Linked DNA regions of Triticum aestivum: region 2 is linked to region 1. Evidence: chromatin contacts called from public Hi-C data. All regions are on one chromosome and are shown on one strand. Each heading gives the region's core, a stretch centred on a gene start, on an enhancer-like site or on the middle of the called end of the contact. The rest is flanking DNA. Distances are from core to core; before and after follow the strand shown.

Evidence for each region. Hi-C and Micro-C count contacts between places; a contact is called where the count stands out from the background.
Region 2: a Hi-C map of leaf shows a contact between it and region 1, with 3 times the contacts expected there. The contact joins the promoter of LOC123086444 here to the promoter of LOC123086443 in region 1. A contact is called at or near these places in 2 of 5 Hi-C or Micro-C datasets (both in leaf).

Annotation. Positions count from the first base shown.
Region 1 is chr4A:472,082,505-472,088,204 of IWGSC CS RefSeq v2.1, forward strand. LOC123086443 (obtusifoliol 14-alpha demethylase-like) reads right to left here and starts at 4,316. Exons shown (of 3, transcript XM_044508207.1): 1 at 4,104-4,316; 2 at 3,510-3,989; 3 at 963-2,262. The coding sequence starts at 3,980. The coding sequence ends at 1,261.
Region 2 is chr4A:472,612,287-472,617,618 of IWGSC CS RefSeq v2.1, forward strand. It overlaps LOC123086444 (coiled-coil domain-containing protein SCD2), which reads left to right and starts at 2,858. Exons shown (of 16, transcript XM_044508208.1): 1 at 2,858-4,002; 2 at 4,936-5,071. The coding sequence starts at 2,946. LOC123086445 reads left to right here and starts at 591. Exons shown (of 2, transcript XM_044508209.1): 1 at 591-1,030; 2 at 1,173-1,956. The coding sequence starts at 680. The coding sequence ends at 1,217.

The DNA of each region.
Region 1 (5,700 bases), core at 3,066-5,565:
ACCATAACAATATTATGCTCCCAGCGCCACTGCTGACATGCTATATCACTTTGAAGTGCACTGGAATGCGTTCTGTATTTTCCAATAAAACTGGGACTGCATACAGATACCACACCGAGAAATGTTCAGATACAGGGCGATTCAGAATCAGTGGCTCCTGAACACTTCAGGTTCAGGAAGATGCTTCTCACATGCCAAGGGAAACCCTGAGACACGCCTTCGGGAGCAAGCTGTGTAGCCTAGCAAAAAAAAAAAGTGCCAGCACAATCTCTTGAAACAGATTTTTGCCCCACCATGTCGTCCATGTAGCCTGAAGCCTGAACAACACAGGATAATAAAAAGTAGTAAATGTAATGTGGAACTATTGCTGAATTTTGGCTATGTCCTGCTTCTTAATTTTCCTTTTCAAATTAGCAGTATTTGGGCTGTATGATGTTGCTCATTTTTTATGTGAATTGGCAGTATTCTCAGTGTTGTATTAGCTGACCGAAACTGCATAGGAGTCAGCCGTGTACCAGAAAATATAGCATGATCCCCAGCATGCTTGAACTACAAGGTCAGTTTTATTTCACTGTAGAATCTTTGATTGGTTTGGCATTGGCTGGTTTTGCTCTGCCGGCTGCCGCCGCATCGTCAAAGGAAAGAAGGGAGACAAGGCCAAAACAGGAGGAGCCAAAACAGGAGCAGTTAACTAGACCCACCCCATCAAGCAGACGTGGCAGTCGTCCAACGCCGCACAAGCAAAACCATCTGCAGAAACCACTATAATCAGAGCGAGGGGGTGATTTGACTGGTATTTGAGACCTCAGGGGGTTACTTAACTGGTTTTAGAGCTTAGGGGGTGAATTAGCCGATTTGTGAAACCCCAGGGGGTGATCTGGATTTCTTTCTCTCAAGGCTGACGTCACATTCTCCATTTCTGAAAGATAAAAGCTACAGTAATACACAAAGGTACATTTCAGTGAGCAAAAGCAAGAAGTGCATTTTGAATGAACTGTCACAGTTGTTGTGTTCCTTACATAGTGTTGTCTGTTCACATTTTATGTCTGAACCCGTCTAAGAGAGTGGACAACAGCAAAGATGAAAGGAAAGAGAAACAACATTCTGATGCTACACGGCTAAATCACTGGAAGCAAATCACAGTACCCTAAACAATGGTGAAGATAGATATACCCTACAGGTTGGCGTGCGGACAACAAAACGTAAATGGAAGAAATACAGAAGCAAACACCCCACGTCCCCTATGGGACCACCCGCTCTCTAGTTGTCGACGACGAGCTTCCGCCGCTTGTAGTTGACCATTACCTCGCCCTTGATGCCGACGACCATCGCATTCCAGTCGTTCTCAGGGAACGGTGAGACCAGCTCAAACTCAAAGTTCCTCAGGAGGTGTGTCCATATCGCCTTGATCTGCAGGTACGCGAAGGGCTCACCGAGGCACCCGTGCCTGCCACCCCCAAAGGAGATGTACGAGAAGGCACCCGCAACCTTGTCCTCCTCCCTCCCAGCCGCAAACCGGTCAGGGTCATACGAGTCCGGGTTCTTGAAGATATGGGGGAGCCTGTTAGCGAAAGCAGGAGATGTTGCGACAATGTGGCCCTTGGGGATATCAAACTCTTTGCCTTCCCTCGTGGTCACGCTGAAGTCAGAGTGTGATTGGCGAAGCAGCATGATCAGCGGCGGGTGGAGCCGGAGCGCCTCCTTGATGCACCGGTAGAGGACATCCATCTCTGCCAAGATGTCATGATCGATCTTGTCACCATGCCTCTTCATGACCTCCTTCTGCTCCTCTACAGCCTCTGCAAAGTACTGCTGGAACTTGAGCAGGTAGGCCCCAGTCCAGGTTGAGGTGATCGAGCTAGTGTGCTGTCCAGCAAACAGGGCTGCGATAAGTAGCCCAGTCACCTCACTTTCTGTGGTCTGGCGGCCATTCTTGTACTTGGAATCAATGAAGCACTGCAGCATGTCTTCCTCGGACTGTCCAGAGGCCTTGCGGGACTTGATGATGGTGGCGAAGATCTCCGCCAAACGTGTCCGTGCCTGGTCACGGCGACGGTGTGCAGGGATTGGGAGGTAGGGAAAGATGACACTGATTGGCTGCATCCCATTGTCAAGATCATGGAAGAGAGCAGAAACATCATCAAACAACTTTTCTCGCACTTCCCTTCCCAACAAGCATCGGCTAGCAGTCAGTATGATGAGGTGCTCCAATTCATACTTCAGATCCACAGTGCCGCTTTCTCCCCACTTTGAGAAGTACTCCTGCAGGTGGATTGGATTCACAGATGATATTAATCACCCAAAAAAATGGCCAGAACAAACGAACCTATACAACAACAAAAATAATTGAATAGCATATATGACTTATCTTGACAAACAAATTAAATGCTAGCATGGAAGAATAGCAAATGTTAAATCAAATGTGGAGCAACTGATTGAGAAGATGACCCATGTTATTTGTGCAAACTCTTTGTTTACTATTAGGATGACAATGATTTCTATAAAAAATATCATACTGGTCATATAGCAGCATAGGCTGTATAGAAAATGTAGCAAACCTTGTCATTGTAAATAAGGGTGACAATCAGTATTATGAAACTAGTTGCAAGGGAGGTGAGATTCTGCAGATCTCCCGCTGCAGTATGTGTACAGGTGTATACTAACAAACCATGCTGTTCATGTTAATGCTTACATAAAACTTGTTCTGTTTCAGCAGCGAGTTCATAAGGAGTCCTTAAATGCAGGCCCGAGTCAAGCTTTTTACAAGGTTCTGATCAGAAGTGCACACTTACATTTCCATACAACTTTGCAAGACAAGTTAGACCGACTGTTGGTTGTGCAGGATGCCAAAATTGGAGCAAGCATAGTTCAATAAACTACGACGATAAATGCTACTTACATAGAGAGAAATGGTTGACACTGTGATTCTAGTATCATACTATATCATAATTTTCACCTTTCAGACACAAAAATGCTAAAAAAAAAAGACACAAAAATGCTTGCAAAACAAGCAACTAGCCAACTAGGCACTGGAATAACAAGCTTCAGTTATGGTACTCCAGTGCTACTATTGTATTGGAGAACTTGCCGCAAGCATTGATTTCTCTTACTCACCACGGTTCGCTACAATTGTATTACCAAATATTTCCTTTGATCCAGAAATCCAGATATATCAAACCTATGCATGCAACACATTATTCTAAGTTCTGATCATACGCGAAATGCATATTTGCATTCAAATGAATACTGGTGACCGAGCAGGCCACTGGAATCATCAAAATCCCCACTGATATTTATCTTCAATTAACATAAGCATCGGCAAATTAGGCACATCAAACATCCTACATCTTCCTTTGCTAGCGCATTCCATAGTAAGGATAAAAAGTCACATACGAAGTGTTGTTTTCCCCTCTGACTATGATGCACTCATTCAAACCCAAGAAGAAGCATCTCACTTGAGAATTACGTACAAAACAGGGGAAGGAAGGAAGGAAGAGAATAGAGCTGACCTCGGCCTCGGCAACCATCTGGTCGACGTAGCTGCGGAGCTTGTTGGCCCTGAGCGCCTCGGTGAAGAACCTGAACTGCTCCTGCCTGACCTGGTAGTCGACGTCGAAGACGACCCCGGGGCCGAAGGTGGGGACGTTGAAGCGGTAGACCTCCTGCTGGCTCATGTCGGACTCGTTGCTCTTGAAGAAGTGCGCCGAGACGTCGGGGCCGATGAGGAAGGTGATCCGGCGGGTGAGGATGGGGACGGTGAAGACGGGGCCGAGGCGGGCGTACTCGGCCCGGATGAGCGGGATGGGGCCCCGCAGGAAGCGCAGCAGCCCGCCCACGACGGGCGCCCCCGGGATCATCGGCGGCGCCCGCCTGCCGCCGCCGCCGGGGCCGAGGAGGACCCTGAGGAAGGCGACGGTGGCGAGCAGCAGCGCTGCGCCGGCGAGGAGCCACTGGGGCCGGGCGGCCGCGAGGAGATCCATCGCCGTGGCCTGGTGGAGAGCAGCCGGGGATGCTCGCGTGGGTTAGATCGATCGCAGAAATGGATAGAAAGAGGGTGGGAGGAGCTTCGGTTGTATCGAAGACACGACAAACTGGGTACGCACCTCGTCCGACGCACGATTGGGGGGCGGCCGGGCGGCCGGCGAGACGGGGTGGAGGGAGGATGTAGATCTGGGAGAGTGGAGTGGCGGAGAGGGGTTTATATAAGTGGGAGGGAGCAAAGATTCCTCCGGGGAGGGGTGGTGTGGGGATCGGGACGGGATGGGGGTTTACCGGGGGCGGAGCGGAAACAGGGGAGGGGAGGAGTGGTGGTGGAGGAGGATGAAGGAAGGATGCACGCACAGTCTGTATCTCGGGCCCCACATGGCTGTCTCTTGTGCGTGTCTGCTAGCTATGCTCTGCTGTTTCTAGTCGCCCAGGTGGACCTAGTGATGTGGAAGAAGACAGTTGTGCTCGGGATCCTCTGTGTTGGGGGGACTGGACGCTTTACTTGTGTCCACGGTCGCCTTTTCCTAGCATTAGCCGTCACCCAAGGATTCACTCCTCTCTCTCTCTCTCGTCCGGCGGCCTCGTCGGCAGCCAGAGCCCAGAAGGGTGGAGACCCACCTCATAGGTAGCCAGGAGAGTGGAGACTCACTCCTTTCATTTTTCAGTTTTACTGTTAGGTTCTTATTTCTTTTGGGGCATCTACGGCCGTCCGATTGGGCGGCCCTCAAACATATGTGGACGCGCCTAGTTAGTATCCGGATGTGTTTGTTTTGACTTCCTATTTGTCTGCACTCATATTTTTCACTTTTTTCTTTATAGGTACGCTCACATGCATATGATTGGTGAAGAAAGAGAGGGAAAGAAAAGAAATAATAAAGAAAGGAAAAAGGATGCTCCGTGGTGGGTCAAATCATACGCGGCGGGCGCAGGACCATTGACGTGACACTCTTCAGACTCATCCCATATACGAGGCCAGTATGAGAAGCGCCAGACAGCCCGGACATTTAAGGAGCTTTGAGGGGTCCAGTTAGGTCAAAAAAATTCCTTCTCTCATGTCCGGTTGGTGGCCTTGCGTCCGCCCAATTAATTTGGGGAGTCCGGCTCTATATGCTATTAGTTTTGATTTTGTGGTCGGGTCGACGAGATGATGGCGACGAGGACACTTCCTCTTAAATACTTCCTTCGTTCGGAATTAGTTGACGCACAAATGGATGTATCAAGCACTAAAATGCACCTAAATACATCCGTTTGAGCGTCGTCTAATTTCGGACGGAGGGAGTAGTTACAACCCATTAAGGGTATCTTCAACACTGATCCCCAAATTTTCTCCCGCATCTGTCCGCGGATAGGGGGTACTACTCCGTGGATATGGATACGGGAGCCAGCCATCCAATGTTACTCGCATACATTTCAAACAAGGTTTAAATAAACCGGACGTAATTCATGCAAATCCGACAAATTTCCATATAAACAGGAACACATTCATTACAATTAGGACATTTTTCTTTAAAAAGGGAGAGCGGCCGAACCTAAACCTATCATACGGCGACGCCCGTCGTCCACTTCCTTTGTATTCCGCATCGGCGACCACGTCCTCGCCGTCTCCATGAGCGCAGATGGGGTTTAAGACCCGTGAAGTGAAGGTCCGGTCTCCAGTGAGTAAGAGTAGGACATGGGAGACGGACCGACCCACTTGGGACATAAGGCCCTGCC
Region 2 (5,332 bases), core at 1,608-4,107, 530 kb after region 1:
GATTGTCCTCGAGCGGCCTGATTTTCACATCCTTGGCCAGGTCCCAAGCCGCCCTCATGTTCCTGAAGAACCAGTACTGGCTATAGGTTCGATCCGTATGAACCCTAGCTATCGCCATCCAGCGGGTCGCCTCCGGCGGTAATTCCTCATCTTCGATCACCACATCTTGGAGATCGGCTTCCTTGAGTCCAAGTTCCTCCATCATCGCCTCCAGGTCAGACGTGAGACCGCCCGATCCAGAAGCAGCGTCAGCCATAGTTCTCTCGCTCGAGAGTTGATGAAACCGCGGGCGGTAAGATCCCAGCGATCCCTGTTCCACCGCCAGGAAGCGGAGCCCCGAGGGCGCCGAGCGACGCCGGCGATAGAGGTAGGGGAGGGGGAGAGATCGATCTCTACGTGGGGGCGAAAACAATCGCCGCCGCCGAGAGGAGTTAAACCCTAACGAGAGGGGAACCATTTTTCTAGTAGTAAGTGGGCTCACTTGGCCATGCCTCTGTCTTCTTGAGTCACTGTAGGCCCATGGGCCTGGGCCTGACATTTATACTTTCCTGATCCGACGCTACCTTCTCATACAGTCTTACCATCTTTCTCATTCTTGAGTAGGGATAGTGCTCCCTAATATCCCCCTCTCTCGTAGTACACACAAAGGGCATTACTCTACGGTGAGTCGACTTAAGCCATGGACTGGCGGCGGGCAGGGAGCCCAACATACGGCCGGCGACGCTCGCCAGCGGAGATGTATTCCGCCCCGGCGTCCCCGGCACACCCCCTGGGTCCAGCCACGTCGTCACCGGTACACCCTCTGGCGGCGCGGTCCAAGGCGCGCGCCGCGGCGGCGCTGGCGCATGTCATGTCGCGCCCAGGCGCGCGAGTCGCCGCCGCAGACTCCGACTCCGACGAGAACGGGTACGGAGACGACGACGGCAGCACCAACGGGCGTTACGGCGGCGGCCGGAGCCCCTTGCACGGGTACGTTGCAAAGAGCGCCGGCGGCGTCAAGGACAAGTTCTTCGGGATGGCGTTGCCCAAGGTATGTATTTACTGCTAATTAGTACTTGCTAACATTTCCTTTCCAGCGCTGCCCGCGTTTCAGTTTTAATCTTTGGCAAGAGGTTAATTAGGCGGAAATAGTAAGACATAACGGAACACTCCCAGAAATCCCTTCGCTGCAGAGAAATCAGGGAGGCGATATAGAGGCGCAAGCTTTCTCTGGTTGAGTTCTGCTCGGAGGAAGTTTCGATCACTCGAACCGTGTGTGTTTGCTCCGGAAATTTGATTAGCCCAGACATATGCGGCTTAATTTCTACGTAGAAAGCTATTAGAAAGAAAGAAATGCTCGAGAGTAGTACTATGAACAGTTGCATTTCTGCCAGCGAAAATTATGCTCTGCTAATCTGCTTGATCTACGCGGTATACCAGTAAAATAGTCAGAGCTTAGCAGTAGCTTAGGGAACCCAAAAGTAAATCACACGGGAATCCCGAGGCGGTCTGGTCGATGCCACGCAATCCATGCACGGTCAACGCGGCTCATTAATGCGTGCCCTTATTCACTCTGACCTTTTTGACTTTGTTTAATGGGAAAATCGGCATCGATCGGCCGGCCATCACGAAGAAAAAGCTCTCCACAAGTTCATCCATGTGGTCCGGTGGATCGCATTCTCACGGTACATGACACGCCACAAAATAAGAGAAGGATGCGTCCTTGTAACTGAGGAAGAAAGAAATCATTTTCTCAACTATTTAAACCATTGCTTTCAAAATAAAGATTATCTTTATCATTACAAAGATATCTTTACTATTACTGCTCATTTGTTTTGGATGAGTCCTAGGAGATTTTCATCCACGGGATTATTTCTATGTTTAGCATTCCCTGAGGTACCGGATTCCTTAGAATTGTGTACTTGATTCCCTAGAATTATTAGCATTATGTAAGACCTCACGAAAAATTTCAAATAATTGGGCGCACAAGACTCCACAGTTGCCTGAAAATAAGGTTTAGATTGGCCGATTCCGCATGGAAGCAACAACACAAAGTCTCAAGGCTGAGATAGGGCGACGCTAATGGTTGTGGCATCCACGACGAGGTCAACCCAGGACTTCATCGACAACGGAGATGGCACGACCAATGTAGGCGAGGACGAGGTTTCGTTGGTACAGATGGGGGCTGTTCATTTTGATTTTCTCTTGGATTAGACACCACACGAGCTCAAGATGATGATAACATGGCCATTGCCGGCGAGAGCTCGGACAAGACCACACATGAGGCAAGATAGGGGGATAGCAGTCCGTACGGGGAGAGGAAGGGTCATGGGGAGAAGAAATTATGTCTTGAAGGTACAAGAAAATAGTGAAGCTACCAAATATGGTTGAGTGGGCCAAGCTAAAGGGAAACAAATATTTATTTCTCAAAAAGCATTATTTTACATATACTCTTCAATGTTTCGGCCATGGGCTGGACGGGCCCTGGCCTTGTTGTAGCTTCGCCAGTGGTAGGAGTGACAATAACACAACGGTCCACTTAGAATAAGCTGAGACTTCCAAAAATATTCAGTCGCCATAGGTGCTCTCTTTTTCATTCGGTGGATTGATTTCCTGCTGGCTGAACGCATCAGAATTCTTTCATTGGTCCTTTCAAAAAAAAAATCCATCCGGCCGCTGCCGCTGTGCCATATGCGCACAAGGCCAGCATGGCCCGAGCGTCTGGACCAGGCCTCATCGCGCGTCCCCCAATGGGCCTCCGCACCCGAGCTGACCTGGTCGCTCCGTCCTTTTGCTCGAGTCGCACGCCCACTGCGCTCGCGTGTCACGCCGCCGCCAGCCTTCCCGTCCGTCAACGCCAAATTTCCAACCTGCCCTCTCTTTCCGACCCAAACGCGAGGCTCTGAGGGCAGAGAGAGAGAGAGAGAGAGAGGAGAACGAGTCAAACAAAAGTCAAAGCTACAGAAATGGACGCAGGCCGGGCCAGCGGCGTCGGCCCCGCCCGGAGGCCACGACCCGCCGCCGCGGCGTCGGATCCCCGGCGCGCGGCTGCGGCGCGGGAGGCCATGTTGCGCATGGAGGAGGTCATGATGGCCCACGCGGGCGCGGCGGGCGAGTTCAGCATGATCATCGAAGCTCCGCTCCCCAACCTCCAGCGCTACCGCCGCAACGCGACGCCTCCTGCGGCCCCGTCGTCTGACTCTCCCTCGCGGAGGCGCGGCGGACCTCATGACCCCGGCGCGAGGGACGACGTCCCCACGCGATTGCGGCGCGAGGGAAGCGTGACCGAGGACGTCGGCAACGCTCGGGGGGTACGCGGCGGGGAGGACATGGGCTACGCGGACGACGCGCGCTCGCGTCGCGGCACCGGGGACGCTCGAGGGGCGCGACCTGCAAGCACTCGCGGCCGGGAGGAAGAGTCGGAGGCGCCGGTGCGGATGAGAGACCCGCGGAGGGAGAGCGGCCGTCTCAGCGCGCCTCCTGGGAGGGTCGTCGAGGCGCAGCCAGACGTCGCGTCGGCCGTGGAGGAGGAGACACCACTGCAGCAGCTGTCACGCGGAGCGCGGAGTTCGAGCGCGGATAGGCGCGTGGAAGCGGCACCGGAGGCGGAGGCGATGGCCGCGAGACCATCAAGCCGAGGATCGAGGCGGGAGGGCAGTCGGGATGCCGTGGTGAATCCTATTGTTACTGAGCCGGCGGTGGAGGCGTTGGCTGCCAGACCACCAAGCCGACGATCGAGGCGGGATGGCAGCGGGGACGACGCTGTGAATCCTATTGTTGCTGAGCCGGCCGTGGAGGTGTTGGCTGTCAGACCACCGAGCCGGCGATCGAGGCGGGAGGGCAGTGGGGAGGCCGTTGTGAATGCTATTGTTGCCGAGCCCGAGCTGGAGGCCGATGTGGAGAGTGTCGGGTGGGGTAGCAGCCGAGGGAGTGAGGATGGAGGCGAGGAGCCGGTGGCGTTGCCAAAGCCGCTGGAGTCAATACTCACCGGAGGCCGTAGCAGGAGCAACTCACCGGCCATAAGTAATGTCAACGATGATCAATCGCACCAATTTCTTGGAATTTACTGTGAACCAATTTGCTCAAACTAGGCTAAACATAATTTCTTTTATAAACCGAGGCAAATTTCTTCCATAGCAGTGCTAGCAGGTAAGGGGGGCATTTAGTTGACAAAGCATACAAACTGCATCAGGGGTTTAAGTGGTAGAGCTCATTTTGTCTGAAAATCTCTCCTGGTTGAAGTTGCTGCCACCACCCATTTGAAGATCCATCCTACCCCAGCAAGATTGTCCGAAAGGGCACGAACCAAGGAGAAGATCACGAGTTTCAACCATGTTGCCTGAGTGGAGAACACACCTGTTGCTATCAGAAACTTGTCAGTTTTTCATTTCCATAATGTCCCTAGTGTTCAGCCTGTCATTAATTAGGAGGCAAGCAAATCCCTTGAGCTTGGAAGTGCACGTATAAGTCCAGAGCCGCTTCATGATCCGCGGGCATTGATCGTGGGTGAACAACAGATTATACCAAATCAGCCAGAGCGATGTGGAGAGGACCAAGAATGGTCAGAGTTGGAGCTGGTCTGAAGGCTGAGAAATCTCCCCTGAAGATCTGAAATTCATCGATGTTGATGTAAAAATCGGCAGAATTGTTTGTCACCTAATGTTTTTGTTTGTCAATAACAGGAATTGTAGTTGGTAGGTTGTTTTCATGGTGGTGCTGCATTTGATGTTTCTTTTTGGTAGAATTTAAGCTTGTTGTGCTTCATGCTGAATGGTAAAAAAGTAAACGGATGGAAAACTTGATTTGACTTTTGATTGTCTTTAAGTACTGAACTATTGATGCATGTGCATGATAACCTGATTATAATAATTGAAGGATGATGTGCTTTTCAGAATTTCAGTTTTCAGTTCTATGAATTGGCCGGCTTATTATATTTGTCCTCGTTTACCTAGTTAGGTCGGAACGGTGTGGACTCTGGTGTAGCAAATCGCGCACAATCAACAGGAAGGTCAAGTTTTGTACCACCTGTTGGGGCTAATGTGAGGCCTCTACAAGCTGTGGAGGTGCCCAATGGGACACCTAGAGAAAGAAGGTAACTGAATATGCTTCTGAGATAATTTGTTTTGCTTGAATTGTAGTGCTGTACTGCCAACACCACTTCTGTTTTTCTGAAACAAACCAATATTACCTCTGAAAACATGGGTGCAACTTGCCTAATGCATTTTCTGTTATAATGTGCAAGTTGGTGCCTGGTAACCAAATCCAGAATTGACACTCTTGGTTTTAGTTAGTTATCGAAAAAGAAAAGCAATATCATCCATGTGATTCATGGTGATTTCAAATGATTTATGAA